Linked DNA regions of Mus musculus: all the other regions are linked to region 1. Evidence: chromatin contacts called from public ChIA-PET, Hi-C and HiChIP or PLAC-seq data. All regions are on one chromosome and are shown on one strand. Each heading gives the region's core, a stretch centred on a gene start, on an enhancer-like site or on the middle of the called end of the contact. The rest is flanking DNA. Distances are from core to core; before and after follow the strand shown. Region 1 holds the start of Gmppb (GDP-mannose pyrophosphorylase B). Region 2 holds the start of Usp19 (ubiquitin specific peptidase 19). Region 3 holds the start of Iho1 (interactor of HORMAD1 1). Region 4 overlaps Gm34605 (a long non-coding RNA gene).

The links. A called contact is a pair of places that touch in the nucleus more often than the background predicts. ChIA-PET counts read pairs in DNA pulled down with a chosen protein or histone mark. HiChIP or PLAC-seq counts read pairs in DNA pulled down with a chosen protein or histone mark.
Region 2: an RNA polymerase II ChIA-PET map of memory CD8 T cells shows a contact between it and region 1, with 28 read pairs. The contact joins the promoter of Usp19 here to the promoter of Gmppb in region 1. A contact is called at or near these places in 2 of 39 promoter capture datasets (fetal liver and pre-B cells), 2 of 484 Hi-C or Micro-C datasets (embryonic stem cells and rod photoreceptor), 2 of 115 datasets of contacts at active chromatin or transcription factors (differentiating embryonic stem cells and memory CD8 T cells) and 2 of 9 other capture datasets (adipose tissue and macrophages).
Region 3: an H3K4me3 HiChIP or PLAC-seq map of bone marrow-derived macrophages shows a contact between it and region 1, with 3 times the contacts expected there. The contact joins the promoter of Iho1 here to the promoter of Gmppb in region 1. A contact is called at or near these places in 2 of 39 promoter capture datasets (both in liver), 1 of 115 datasets of contacts at active chromatin or transcription factors (bone marrow-derived macrophages) and 1 of 9 other capture datasets (pancreatic islet).
Region 4: a contact with region 1 is called in a Hi-C map of the N1E-115 cell line, with 1.8 times the contacts expected there. The contact joins the enhancer-like site here to the promoter of Gmppb in region 1. A contact is called at or near these places in 8 of 39 promoter capture datasets (the C10 cell line, embryonic stem cells, frontonasal cranial neural crest and 5 more), 3 of 484 Hi-C or Micro-C datasets (the N1E-115 cell line, embryonic stem cells and nephron progenitors), 1 of 115 datasets of contacts at active chromatin or transcription factors (extraembryonic endoderm stem cells) and 3 of 9 other capture datasets (adipose tissue, liver and pancreatic islet).

Annotation. Positions count from the first base shown.
Region 1 is chr9:108,047,568-108,051,004 of GRCm38.p6, forward strand. It overlaps Gmppb (GDP-mannose pyrophosphorylase B), which reads left to right and starts at 1,697. Exons shown (of 9, transcript NM_177910.4): 1 at 1,697-2,078; 2 at 2,194-2,274; 3 at 2,362-2,410; 4 at 2,548-2,690; 5 at 2,884-3,042; 6 at 3,127-3,205; 7 at 3,282-3,409. The coding sequence starts at 1,950. Ip6k1 (inositol hexaphosphate kinase 1) reads left to right here. Exons shown (of 6, transcript NM_013785.2): 6 at 1-1,215.
Region 2 is chr9:108,488,919-108,492,355 of GRCm38.p6, forward strand. Usp19 (ubiquitin specific peptidase 19) reads left to right here and starts at 1,758. Exons shown (of 27, transcript NM_027804.4): 1 at 1,758-1,977. Lamb2 (laminin, beta 2) reads left to right here. Exons shown (of 33, transcript NM_008483.3): 29 at 249-456; 30 at 535-676; 31 at 859-1,035; 32 at 1,128-1,287; 33 at 1,366-1,612. The coding sequence ends at 1,502.
Region 3 is chr9:108,430,290-108,433,726 of GRCm38.p6, forward strand. Iho1 (interactor of HORMAD1 1) reads right to left here and starts at 1,537. Exons shown (of 8, transcript NM_001135198.2): 1 at 1,483-1,537.
Region 4 is chr9:107,734,592-107,738,028 of GRCm38.p6, forward strand. Gm34605 (a long non-coding RNA gene) reads left to right here. Exons shown (of 3, transcript XR_001779306.1): 3 at 2,137-2,342. Among named protein-coding and RNA genes, the nearest start is that of Gm34605, 6.3 kb to the left of the region's middle. Within about 2 kb of position 1,695, at least 78 of the 459 cell types and tissues checked have an H3K27ac peak or open chromatin away from gene starts, as enhancers often do. A contact at or near this core is called in the N1E-115 cell line and nephron progenitors, where this site is marked.

The sequences.
Region 1 (3,437 bases), core at 447-2,946:
AAGGGTTCTGTGACGGATCCAAGTCAGTCTTCTGACCCTGGTGCCATTGGTGGGCAGGTTCCCATTCCTTAGGGCCGGGAGGCACGGCTTGGCCCATCTCTGCTTACTAACACCTGTCTTCTGTCCAGTAGTAGTGTTGCTTGTGCCATGCAGGCAGCAAGTGTTAATTAGCGTGGACACCTTTTCTTTGGCAGGATAGAGGTCAAGAGAGGAGTTTGGGGCCAGCAGAGACCTCCTAGGAATGTGCTGTACTTCCGATTTACCAGATTTTGGGAGGTGCTGCCCCCATTCTGCTGCTTCTCAAGTAGCAAGGGAGTTGGTAGGCACTGCTCCTGCCACTGCAAGCGAGGAAAGGCTGGGATTTGCCGCTGCTCAAGGGCAGGGCCTCACTTTTCAGCACTTTTGATATCTGGAGGCCCAGCTCTGTTATCTGATAGGTGGTGGCAAGTGTGTGCGAACACTTTTACCACTGCTCTTCTGCCTGTCCCAGGCTAGAGCCCTGTCTTTTTCCTGACAGGTCCTGCCTTCCCAATCATCAATTTGGGACCAAAGTGCAACTAGGGATCATGGGTTGGGAGCTCACATTACCCCTTTCCATTGTATTTCCCGGGCCAAGCCCATACCAGCCCGGGGAGATGGGTGGGAGTGAAATGGGATGGGTGCTGCTGGAAGAGGAAGGGACCAGTAGAGCAATGTCCTTGCCTGGGATTCTACCCCTCTCAGCTGTGGGCCGTGCAGTGGTGTGGGGATTCATTCTCTCCTAGGGGCAAGGGACCTGGGCTCGGACAGTATCCGTTCAGTATCCGCTGCTCATTCGCTCACATCTGGCCACGTGCACGTTCCCTAGATGCAAACTGCTTTGAACTTTACAGCTATATAAGTTGGTTGTGTGTGTGTGCTCATTTTAAAAACTACATTTTAACGAGGAAAAAGGAGAACCTGGGGAAATTTCCTTTGCTTCTGTGGAGGAAATGTAAGACTTGGAATTCTGGAAATTGTTATCTGCTCCTCTTTCCTGGAAGCTACACACCCTAAGACCTGCGCCTGGATGCATACGTGGCTCCACTGGCGCTTAGGCGCGCTTGCATTTTCCCCAGGTCTTCTGTGTGGTGGAGAGGAGTGCTTGGCCCAAGCCGGCCCTTTTCTGTACACCCAGCGCTATCCGCCCGCTTGTGTCTGGTCGTATACGTCAAAATAAAGCCTCTAGAAACTGAACTCTGTCCAAGTCTGTGTGAAAACTTCATCGCCTCCGGTTGGGCCGACATGGCTAGTCTAGGGATCGGGCTGAGCTGGGTCGGGACAGGTGCAGCGGGACAGTGCTGACACTGGGGGTGGGGGGTCGGGGGAGGCAGCACGGGAGGGGTTGGATATAGGGGTCAGAGCAAGTGTTGAGGGGCGGGGTCATCAGGGCGAACCTGGAGTGGCCTTTGGGGGGGTAGGCGGCGTCGGCGGGGCGGGGCGGGGCGGGGCGGGGCAGATGGCAGCTGCCGCGTGGCGGACTGGGTTCCGATAGGAAGCTAAGCCTCCTCTTTCGGTTCCGCCTTTAGATCCGCCAATGGGCATCTGACTCGCGAGTTCTCCGGGTCCCCATGGCAGCCCAGGGCGTTGGAAATCTAATTGGCTACGTCCGCCGCAGCGTAAAGTCTGACGCTCGGCTGCGGGCGGCCCTGCCACGTAGATTGGCTCTCCCTGTTACGTCACTGGCTGCGCCGCCTCCGGCCGGAACTCCGGACCAGCCGGTCTCCAACCAGTTCCTCGTCTTCTGTTCTGGCTGATCCTGGACCCCACATCAGGGTAGAGCAGGGGGGCGAGGTGACACCAGAGTTGGTCAGTCTAGTTGGTGAAACGTGCAGGTCAGGGCACGGCGTTGGGAGTGCGCGGCAGGGGTCGGTCAGGCGGCCTGTAAGTACTTTGGACCGATAGATCCACTTCTAACATCTGCAGACGCCATGAAGGCACTGATCTTGGTGGGAGGGTATGGGACACGGTTGCGGCCGCTGACGTTGAGCACTCCGAAGCCATTGGTGGACTTCTGCAATAAGCCCATCTTGCTGCATCAAGTGGAGGCGCTTGCTGCGGTAAGGCCGTGGGTCTGTTATGGCGGGAAGAGGGATGGATAGTGACTGGGAGGCCAGGGGTGGTCATACCTTGTGACTGAGCCAGTCAACTAGCACACCTTATTGTGTCTGACAGGCAGGTGTGGACCACGTGATCCTGGCAGTGAGCTACATGTCACAGATGTTGGAGAAGGAAATGAAGGCACAAGAGCAAAGGGTGAGGCATGGACTTAGCCCTTTCTTTAGGTCCCTGGGGCTCTTACCATTGGAGGAGGAACATAACCAGATGGCTTCTTCTTTCCAGCTTGGAATCCGAATCTCTATGTCTCATGAAGAGGAGCCTTTGGGGACAGGTCAGTATAAGGAAGGCCCTTGGGCAAACTTTAGGGCCAGCAAAGAGGTATCCAATCTGGGCGGATGGGTGGGGCCTCTGGAGTCTGGACCTAGGCCCCTAGCAAGGTGGTAACTTATGACTTGTCCCCTTCTCTAGCTGGGCCTCTGGCGTTGGCCCGAGACCTACTATCTGAGACTGCCGACCCTTTCTTCGTTCTCAACAGTGATGTGATATGTGATTTCCCCTTCCAAGCCATGGTGCAGTTTCATCGGCACCATGGCCAAGAGGGCTCCATCTTGGTAAGAGAAGATTTCCTCTGACATTCCCACCCTCACATGGAGTCTTTCCTGACCCCTGGTCTTAAACTCTGTTTTGCTACAAAGCTATGCAGAATGTCTTTGGGGGAGAGCCTTTGAGATGTGGGATAGGCATATTTATCAAGAGTAAAGAAAACTGGACTAGGCCTAAGGTACCCTCCACCTCTATATTCAGGTTACCAAGGTGGAAGAGCCTTCCAAGTATGGTGTGGTGGTATGTGAGGCTGACACAGGCCGCATCCACCGTTTTGTTGAGAAGCCACAGGTGTTTGTGTCCAATAAGATCAACGCAGGCATGTACATCCTGAGCCCTGCTGTGCTGCAGCGCATCCAGGTGTGTAGGAGAGAACTGCTGGGCGGGCTGGGGTGGAGCAGGCCTCTGCTGTGTGGCCTGCTCACAAATTGCCCACTTCCACAGCTGAAGCCTACATCCATTGAGAAGGAGATCTTCCCAGTTATGGCCAAGGAGGGGCAGCTATATGCCATGGAGCTGCAGGGTGAGGTAGAGGCCATAGGGTGTGGGGTAGTCAGTGTGTGGCTAGGCAGAGCCCTCTGACCCATCTCTCTGTACAGGCTTCTGGATGGACATTGGACAGCCCAAGGATTTCCTCACTGGCATGTGCCTCTTCCTACAATCGCTGAGACAGAAGCATCCAGAGAGACTGTACTCAGGCCCTGGCATTGTGGGGAATGTACTTGTGGTGAGGCCCTTGTCCAGCCTGTCGCTAA
Region 2 (3,437 bases), core at 508-3,007, 440 kb after region 1:
GTCTGTGTGTACTTGAGTCTCGGTGTCTGCAATGGACATGTGTTTATAACCCTATGTCTGGCCCTGAGTCCCTGTCCAGTCAATGTCCCTAAGTCTGTGTCCCTTATATAGTCCCTGTTCCTTGGTTACATCCTTATGCCTGTTAGCAAACTCCTATTGCATGTGCAGTCTGAGACCCCAGAATACCAAGATTGTGTTCCCAAGGTCATGCAGGAGAGACTGTTAAGCCCTTGCCTGTGTCTCCATAGAGGAGGGAGCCGATCCTGACAGTATTGAAATGGTAGCGACTCGGGTGCTAGACATCTCCATCCCGGCCTCACCCGAGCAGATCCAGCGCCTAGCCAGTGAGATTGCAGAACGCGTCCGAAGCCTGGCCGACGTGGACACAATCCTGGCCCATACCATGGGCGACGTGCGTCGGGCTGAACAGCTACTGCAAGATGCGCACCGGGCACGGTCTGACCCCCAAGCCTGGTCCCCATTCCTGAAACCTGGTCCTGATACCTGTAGACCCTGATCTCCCCTCTTCCTCAGGAGCCGGGCCGAGGGTGAGAGACAGAAGGCAGAGACAGTCCAAGCGGCACTGGAGGAGGCTCAGAGGGCACAAGGAGCTGCTCAGGGTGCCATCTGGGGAGCAGTGGTTGACACACAAAACACAGAGCAGACCCTGCAGCGGGTATGACTTCCTTAGGACGAGGTGATGGGCATGTACTAAGGATCTGGCTTGCTTTGTCTGGGACAGGGAGGTCTTACTGTGTAGCCCTGGGCAGCCTGGAAGTTACAGAGATCAACTTGCTTCTCCTTCTCAGTTGCTGGTACTAAAGGTGGATTTGTTAAACCTGGGCCTTTCTGTGGCAGGTCCAGGAGAGGATGGCAGGTGCAGAGAAGTCTCTGAACTCTGCCGGTGAGCGGGCTCGGCAATTAGACGCCCTCCTGGAGGCCCTGAAACTGAAACGGGCAGGAAATAGCCTGGCAGCATCTACAGCGGAAGAAACAGCAGGCAGTGCCCAGAGCCGTGCCAGGGAGGCTGAGAAAGTGGGTTGGGCGAAGCCCTCTGGATGGGGTAGGGGTATTATAGTTAGAATTCCACTGAATTAGTATACCGACCCTGCCTCTTACATCTGCAGCAACTACGGGAACAAGTAGGTGACCAATACCAAACAGTGAGGGCGTTGGCAGAGCGGAAGGCTGAAGGTGTTCTGGCTGCACAAGCCAGGGCAGAACAACTGCGGGATGAGGCTCGGGACCTGTTGCAGGCCGCTCAGGATAAGCTGCAGCGGCTACAGGGTGAGGACCATGGTGGGCGGGAGCTAGAAAGGTGGGCTTGCGTGAGAAAAGACTTGAACTATTTCTTGACCCTTCTAGAGCTGGAGGGCACATATGAGGAGAACGAGCGTGCACTGGAGGGCAAAGCGGCCCAGCTGGATGGGCTGGAAGCCAGGATGCGCAGTGTGCTCCAGGCCATCAACTTGCAGGTCCAGATCTACAACACCTGCCAGTGACCACTCCCTAGGGCCTAGCCTTGTCGCCAAGCACTGTTCTGCACACGATCGTCCGCACATTAAAGAGCTCCTGGCTAGCAAGAGCTTTCAATAAACCTGTGTGAACCTCCTCTGTGTTGTCTGGCCTTTGATGGGAGGGGCGGAGGACCTTTATACACGCCATCAGCTGTAGGCTACCAGCAGAGGCCGAGCACCGGAACCCCTCCTCTTCCTTTCCCGCCCTCCCCAAAGCTGCCCTTCACCAAGAGCTCCCACTCTTGCCGGAAGTGCGTCATCAGCTCGGCACCCCGCCTCCCGTAGCCGTAGCTAGAAGTCGAAACAAAACAAGCGGCTGAAGCAGCGGCGAAGGCGGCGGTGGCGGAGGAGCCGGGACGGGGGAGGGGCGCGCCGGAACCGGAACCGACCCGACGCCGGAACCGGAATCGAGAGCGTGTTGCCAGGGCCCGAAGAGGGCTGGTGGCGGCGGTCTCGCTCGGTGAGTGGTGTGGGCCTCAAGTCGCCGGTTTGGCCGCAGCGGGGGAAGGCCGCAAGGTTGGCCCGGGGCGGGCCTGTTCAAGGTCACGGGCCGTGCCAGCCCCGACATCTCGAGCCTCGCGGCGTGCTCGGCCTACCGATGCCGACCGAGCCGTTATGCTACCCCTGTGGCCGGCCTCTCTGTTTTTAAGAGGATTAGCGGCGAGCGAGGGTGGCTTCCTGGAGGAGGTGGTGGCAGGCCTGGGATTCGGAGGCTGGAGGAGGGCAGCATCCTAGCCGGGGCGTTGGTCTGCGTTCAGTAACTCTGCGCAGCTTCTCTAACCAGCTGGGATCTCCGGATAGTTTCTCTGCCGCTTCGACGGCTTTCAGAGCATGGGGGAGGGATTCCGGCTGTGAATCGGGCCTCGGTGTAAGGAGGAAACGGCGGGTGCTCTGCCCAGAGGCCTGGACGGACTGTCACTAAAGATTCCGCTCATCACTCTTATCGTCCAAGGGTATTTTTATCACCCCACTCTCCCCTAAGGGAACACAGGCTACAGTTCAATCTCCTTCGTCTCGCAAGCCGGGCTTGAGGCTGCCAGGGCTAGTACTAGGTCTACGTTCCATCTCCACCCTCACTAGTTTTGAGAACTTCACTTTGGATGGAGGGAGCCCGAATCCACACACAGGTGGGAAACAGATCAGGCCTCCGTGGCTCAGAGCTGATGATGAAGGAAGGAACCTGGAGACAGGGGTGATGTCTGTTTCGTTGTTAAGCCTATCACCGTGTCTTAAAACTGGAGTCCACTCCTCATTTTTTTTTTTTTCGAGACAGGGTTTCTCTGTGTAGCCCTGGCTGTCCTGGAACTCACTCTGTAGACCAGGCTGGCCTCGAACTCAGAAAATCCGCCTGCCTCTGCCTCCCAAGTGCTGGGATTAAAGGCGTGCGCCACCACCACCCGCCTCCACTCCTAATCTTTAAGGCTGAGGAGAGAGAGATCGATCCTTCTTTAGGTGGAAACAAAAGATCAAGTTTCAGGAGCTGGTTTATGGCAAAAAATAGGAGCCGGCAGGAAGCAGACTAGATGCTTTAGTACCAGAGCCTTTCTGGTTAGTGGCAGCACCTGGGGCCGTTTTCAGCTTCAGAGTCTGCCCTTCTGCTGCTCTGACTATTCCTTGGTCTCCCTCTCTGCTGCCTGACTCCTTCACTCTCTACTTGTCTGGCGGTGACTAAGCAGCCGGCGAGAGTGAAGGAAGCAGAGCAGGCTGCTCAGAGTGCAGACCTGTGGGTTGGAGCCATGGCTCTCATCCAGAGGATGATCCTGGTCCCAGGCCACAACTGCCTTGACCTAGCACTTCCTCAGTGCAGCCTTCCAGCGTTGTGGGTTTCTGTAGATACCCAGGAGGCGTGGCCTGAAGCACTTGCCACTGCTTGAATTATTTATTTCCTCACAGGGTAGCCTCACAGTGCGCATGGCTGCC
Region 3 (3,437 bases), core at 287-2,786, 380 kb after region 1:
GATCAGTCTGGCCTCAAACTCACAAGACCTATCCACCTGCCTCTGCCTCCTAAGTGCTGGTATTAAAGGCATGCAATTCCACTGCCCGGCTAGCTTCTGGGTTTTATTTACTTATTTTGACATAGTCTAACTATGTAGCCCTGGCTACTTAGGACTCATTATGGAAAGGAAGATGACCTCAAATCCAGAGATCTGTCTGCCTCTGCCTACCTAGTGCTTGGGTGTTTTGTTTTTTATACAGGATTTCACTATGAACCCCAACCTGGCTCTCCTCAGCGACAGATAGTGCTAGGATTACACATATCCTTCACGCTGTCCAGCCTGGGTTTTTTTGGAACAAGGTTCCACTACTTAACAAGAGATAGATAGAACTCCCTATATAGCCCAGGCTGTCCTATTCCAGCTTTGAGAAATGGGGTCCTGGAGTGAAAGCCTTCAACACCTCCCTCCCCACACTCCGTCCTATATCTTCTACATCCCCCCAACACCCCTCCTTTAATGCTGAAAAGGCTAGTTTCTTCCAAAGACTTCTGGTCCCCTTCCACCTAATCGCCAGGTGATTCTTTGCCAAAAGGAATTGTTCACTCTCATATAGTCTGGTCAAGAAGCTTTCTCCAAGGACTAAACACTGGTAAAAATGCTTGCTAGCAACCCTGACTATTCAAGTTCGACCCCGAGATCCACAAGGCTGATCAGAACCAATTCTTGAAAACTGTCTTCTGACCTTCACGAAACTCCCACCCTGCAAATAAGAATAGTTTTTAAAAAATAATAATTGTTTCTATTTTGATGTGTTGTTTGTTTGTTTGTTTTTGTCTTTGAGACAAGATCCTACTCAGTAGCCCTGGCTATCTTAGAATTCCCTTAGTAGACCAGGCTGGCCTCAAACTCAGAGATCTGCCTGTCTCTGTCTCCTGAGTGCTTGGATTAAAGGCGTGCGCCACCACCGCCGCCGCCGCCTGGCTAAAATAATGTTTTAAGAAAACCTCTTTAATCCCAGCACTTGGGAGGCAGAGGCAGGCAGATTTCTGAGTTCGAGGCCAGCCTGGTCTATAGAGTGACTTCCAGGACAGCCAGGGCTACACAGAGAAACCCTGTCTCGAAAAACCGAGAGAGAGAGAGAGAGAGAGAGAGAGAGAGAGAGAGAGAACCTCGAAGCTCCTGGATTATCATTTCTATGTGTTTCCCAAACGGCTTACTTTTTCTTTTTTTCTTTTGTTTGTTCGTAACAATAAGAACAAATTTCCAGCTGCCTCTCTGATTCCCCATTCACTCATTTCCCAGGCTTGCCTCATCGCCCACTTGAAGCTCCAGCCCTGTGAGAGTCTGACGAGAAGCCGAGAGCCTCAGGCCAGGCTTCCAGTGGCCGAGTGACCCTCAAAGGCATCGGGCGACTGGGCCTGCGGGGCCCTAGGTTCCCCAACCACCTCATCTCTTCCCACTCCTCACGCCCCTCGTGACCCACGCACCTCGAGTTCTCACCTCGCCACACGCGACAGCACACGCCTGCCTTCCTGCGGCTTCCTGGGCGCCGAAGAAAGCCCGCCGAGGTGAGGCCCCACCCCCGGGCTGCGCTCACCAATAAGAATGCCGATTCTTGACCCCGCCCCCTTCTGCACGATGCCTGAGGCTTTTTAACGATTTGACAGTGGGCCTGCTTCCCTCCGCCTTAAGCCACAGGCAGCTCGCAGACCCCACGAGCCTGAACCCTCATGTCTGGTTGCTCAGCACAGGCCCTCTCAGGGTCCACTACCCCATCTCACTTCTCACCTAAAAAATGGAGGCCCGGAGGAATGCCCAATGCTGCCTGTGAGGGCCATGTGTAAGGTGGGCGAGGGTGCCAAAGATCAGGATATGGCTAAGCATCTTGCTAGCCTTTGAGTTCACTGTTGTCTGGGTATATCCGAGTAGCCGGAGCATCTGGAGCCAGAGTGAAGAGAGTTGCTATACTCAGACAACAGGGAACTCAAGGGCCAGCAAGATGCTCAGCTTTGCCACCAAGCCCAAAGACCTGGCTTTGCTCCTCAGGATCCACAAAGGTAGAGTTGAGTTCTGAGACCCTTGAACGTTGTGCTCTGACCTCTACGTGTGTGCAGTGGGCATGAGCATAAACTCACACATACACAAAGGCAAAACAGCAAAACAAAGAACAAAATAAAATAAAAATTTAAGCTGGGAAGCGGTCACATGCCATTAATCTTAGCACTCGGGAGGCAGAGGCTGGTGATCTCTGAGTTCGAGGCCAGCCTGGCCTACAGAGTTCTAAGACAGCCAGTGTTACACAGAGAAACCCAGTCTCAAAAAACAAAAACAACAACAACAACAACAAAAAAAAAAACCCCACCATCAACAACAAAGGTAAACCCAAGTAATAAAAATGACAGAACAGTTATCACACCAGTGCCCCTAAACCTCAAATATCTATGCTAAGTAGAAGTCAGACACAAAAGAGTACATATTGTATGGCTCTATTTATATAGAATTCTAAAAAATGTACACTCTCTATAGTAACAAAACAATGGAGACAATTATGGTGTACATCTGGAATCTTAGCACTCTGGGTGGGTGGAGGCAAAAAAAAAAAAAAATCAGAAGTTTAAGGTCTTTTTGGCTACAAAGTGAGTTTGGGACCAGACTGGGATACATGAGTCCCTGTGTCAAACAAAGTCAGGCATGGTATTACATGCCTGAAATCCCAACACTTGTGTAGGTAAGAAGATAGATCCAAGTTCAAAGCTATCCTGGCCTATATATGAGGGGGTTCTAGCTTATCCAAGACTACATAGTGAGATTCTGTCTCAGAGTACAAGCAAAAACTCACAACCTAGTTTGGGGCTTAGAGCTCAGCAGCAGGAAGCATACGCAACATATGGAAGGCCCTGGGTTCCATCATTGGTACAGCAAAAAATAAATTAGCCAAGTATGGTGAGACCTGTAGCCCTAGCGACACGTAGGTGGATCAGGAATTGGAGACCAGCCTGGGCTACATAGCCAGTTTCTGGAGTCTTAAATACAGAGTGGAAAAACCCTGTCTCAAAAAAAAAAAAAAAAAGATAGTTGGACCCAGTTACTCACACCTTTAGTCTCAGTACTTGGAATGCTGAAGCAATAGTATTTCGATGTGATTTCCAAACTAATCTGGGCTATAGAGTGAGAAACTAAAAACAAAAAAAACAAAAACAAAAACAAATTTAAAACAGAACAAAACCGGGGTGGTAGTGGTGTACACCTTTAGTCCCAGCACTCAGGAGGCAGAGACTGGTGGATCTCTGTGCGTTCAAGACAAGCTTGGTTTACAGAGTGCGTTCCAGGACTGCCAGAGCTACACAAAAAAAAACTTGCCCTTGAAAAAAACAAAAAACAAAACAAACAAACAAGCAAAAACAAAACCGAAAAAAGAAAAATGTGGCTTGGTGACTCCAGACTTCAAGACTCTC
Region 4 (3,437 bases), core at 445-2,944, 310 kb before region 1:
GGTTTTTGAAGCAGCCTCTCTCGCCTGCTTTCAGGACAAAGGTTCGGGCCAGGACCTGGCAGATTCTGCTTATCTCTGCATAAATATTTATCAGGCTCCAGGGCCTAGAGCCTGCAGCTGGCTAGGAGAGGGGTGGGGAGCAGGGGGGCAGATGCTGTAGAAGGATCTCAAAGCCCTTTCCTAATGAGGGTGCTGGGAGGGGAGAGTGCGGCCCTGGAGCCTCTGGGGGAAGAGGACAGATGGACAGCGGGACAGAGGAAAGGAGAGCTTGGGTATAATCCAGCAAGCAGACCTTGTGTGTGTGTGTGTCCCCCCGCCCCCCGGAAAAACGGGGAAGGAGGCCAAAGAAACAAGGCTACTTGAGGCATGGTAGTCTTCTTAGACTGTCTTCCCATCTTGTGTTCCTCACACACAGTTGGCTCTTATCATCACCATCCTCCCGGGGTAACCTCATTCCCCACACAGTCCTGGGCCCCCGCACTGCCCAAATGTCCTGAGAGTGGTACTTCTGCACCATAGACTACCAGCCACAGTGCTCTCCAGAGCAATGTTTTTTCTAGATCCCAGTGTCTGCAGAGCTTATTGCCTTTGCTGTGGAGGGAATAGCGCCTGGTGCAAGCCTCTTACCTTTTCCCACCATCTCTCCCACCCCACACCCGCCTCCCAGAGCGCCCCAGGCCTTTCCCCCTTCTCAGCACCCTGCTCCCATCTTCCAAAAATGTCCCCCTAAGCTGCTGCCTTTCTCCACCCTCCAGATCTGGGCTCCCCCTTTTGCCCACATGAGCTTCTTTTCTCTTTAGTCACGGGCGCTGCAGACCTAGGTGAACCACGCAGACTGGCCACCTGGGGGAGGGGGTCTTGTCAGATCCTCAGCCTAGCTCTCCTGCGAGCCACCGGCACCCTGCCGCTGCCTCTCCTCATTGGCATGCTGGTGAGACCCACAGGTGGAATCAAAGCTCTCCGCAGCACAGAACCGAGCGGGGAGACAAAGACTCCCTCCCCGGCCTGGGGAAGAGGGGGACTATGGGTAGAGGGGGCATATTTTGGGGCCCAGTGTTTTCTTCTCAAACACTCCTAAAGATAAGGAGGACAGCCAGAGCCAATGAACACCCCGGTAAATAATGAGGGGACAGGGGGAAGGGACAGCCTCAGGCACAGCCTGGGGGGGAAGGCTCCCTCCCAAAGCCCAGAGCGCTCATTAGTGGAAGCCTACGGGGAGAGGCAGCTAAGTGGGTCAGCCCTCCTCCCCCAGCTGCCTGACAGGTGTGGGAGGGGAGGAGGCGTCTCAGCCTATTGTCCCTCTTGGAAGTCAGTTCTTTTCTGAGCCCCTGTCCTTTAACTCTCCCCTCTTCCTCAGCTCCTGCTCACCAAGCCCTCAGCCATGGTTCACCAGCTCCCCAACCCTGTCTTTCCTTCCTCATCTTTTTGCTCCTGTCCCCTATCATCTCCACCTCCTGACACTGTCCTTCAAAGGGCCACTACCTCCTCCCAGGGAGTCCTCCCTCCCTCCCTCCTTCTCTCCTCCCCATTTCCTGCCCCCACCCCTCTGAGCTTCTCGGGTACGCTAACACACCAACCGTGAATGTGGGGGGGCGGGGGTGGGGTGGCTCCGCCAGCCTCCCTAAGGCATCCTCCAGACTGAGCCACACCTGGGAGAAATTGAAATCTTAGACTCTTCCCCTACCCCCGCTAAAGAAGCAGACATCCCTGTCCGGGCCACGGAAGGCAGTAAAACAGCTCCGCTGGGGCCAGGTTGTGGGCTGTGCCAGATCAAGCATTCAGATTAAAGGAAGGAAGCCAAGCAGGGCATGTTGCAGGCTCCTAGCCAAAGCCTTTCTGCCCTGGTCCCCTCATGCCAACTGTCCTTGGGCATCCAATCTGGGGTCCCAAACGCCCTGTCTCCAGTGTCCCCACTCCAGTCACACTGATGGTCCCAGAGGATCTATGGAGTGGAGGAGAGAGGGAGGGGATTTCAAAGGTGGGTCTTTGTGCAGGACGTCTGGGTTCTACCTCCCATATATGGGTATATAGATGAGGGAGGGCAAGACACACAGCCTGTTAGCTAGTTACCCTTCCTTCCAGGTCTCAGCCAGGTTTAGACTATATCTTGATCAAGGATTTCCCTTTTCCATCCAGGCTGCCTTCTTCAGGTAAGAAATCTCTGCACCTGTCGGGCTGGTCCCAGGACAAGGGATAGATCGCAGATGAATATCTGCCACTCTTGCCACCAAGGGAAGAGCTGAACAACTTTCCTGGTCTTCACCAAGTTCCATGGCTGCTCCAGGTCACCGCAACCTGATTAGATCGAGTCTGGCTGCACAAGAGTTAATCTCAGCCTCCCACCCCCTTGCAGCAGCTGCAGATCTCTCCAGCTTCTCTTCCCAGCATCCTCTAGGTCTTGCTCTTTGTCTTTCTTCTCTCTCTCCCTGGGGCATTGAGGGTACATCTAAAGGCCCAGATCACTCCAGAATTGTAGAGTATGGTACCGAGGCCTGTCAGTTTCCACGGGCTGTGGACATGAGGGCCTGTCAGCTCTTCAGAGGGTCTGAGACTCTAGCTTTCAGCTTGCCAATCCTGTCACCATCCTACCCAGCAGGTAACCCTGAACCTGAGTTGATGGCCTCCGATCTTGAGGTTTGACAAGGTACCCAGGTTGGAATCAGGCTTCAGCTTCCCCAGCAGTCACCTCCACTTAGACAAAGGGTAAAGAAAGGCCCGTGGGCCTCCCTAGCTCCCATTTGAGAGCTCTAGTAACTCCCCATGGAAGGTGGAGCTACAAGCTTCAGGTCTGATGTGAACGACGTCTGAGTCAATAATTATGCATATACACGAGGCAGAAATGCATTTTATCGACCCAAGAACTTCTTTACCTGGGTAGGAAAGGATTGCTCGGAGACTGGAGCAGCCACAGTATACAGGGCCATCCTGGTCCTTGCTCCACAGCCCCAGAGCTAGGTGCTGTGGCTGTGGCACTACCTTTTTCTTCTATCTTTTTAGAGAAAGGGGCTCATTCTGTAACCTTGGCTGGCCTGGATCTCACTATCTAGACCAGGCTGATCTGTAACTTAGAGAAATCCACCGACCTCTGCTTCCCAAATGCTGGGATTAAAGGTGCATGGCACCTTGCCAGGTGACAATGTTATAAAAAGATTTTTAATTATGTGTATGTGTATGAGTCTGTGTGGGTGAGTGAAGATGCCCACGGAGATCAGAGGGGTCAGATCCCCTGGAGCTAGAGTTAGAGGTAGTTGTCAACAGCCCAAAGTAGGTGCTGTACAGGAGCCGCACGCATTCCCAATCATCTACTGAGCCATCTCTCCAGCACCCCCCACCCCCTTTTTAGTCAAGGCCAAAGGCCTCACTATGTAGCTCAGGTTGACCTTGAACTTATAAGTCCTACAGAGTAACTCCCAAGTGCTAGGATTATACACTATATT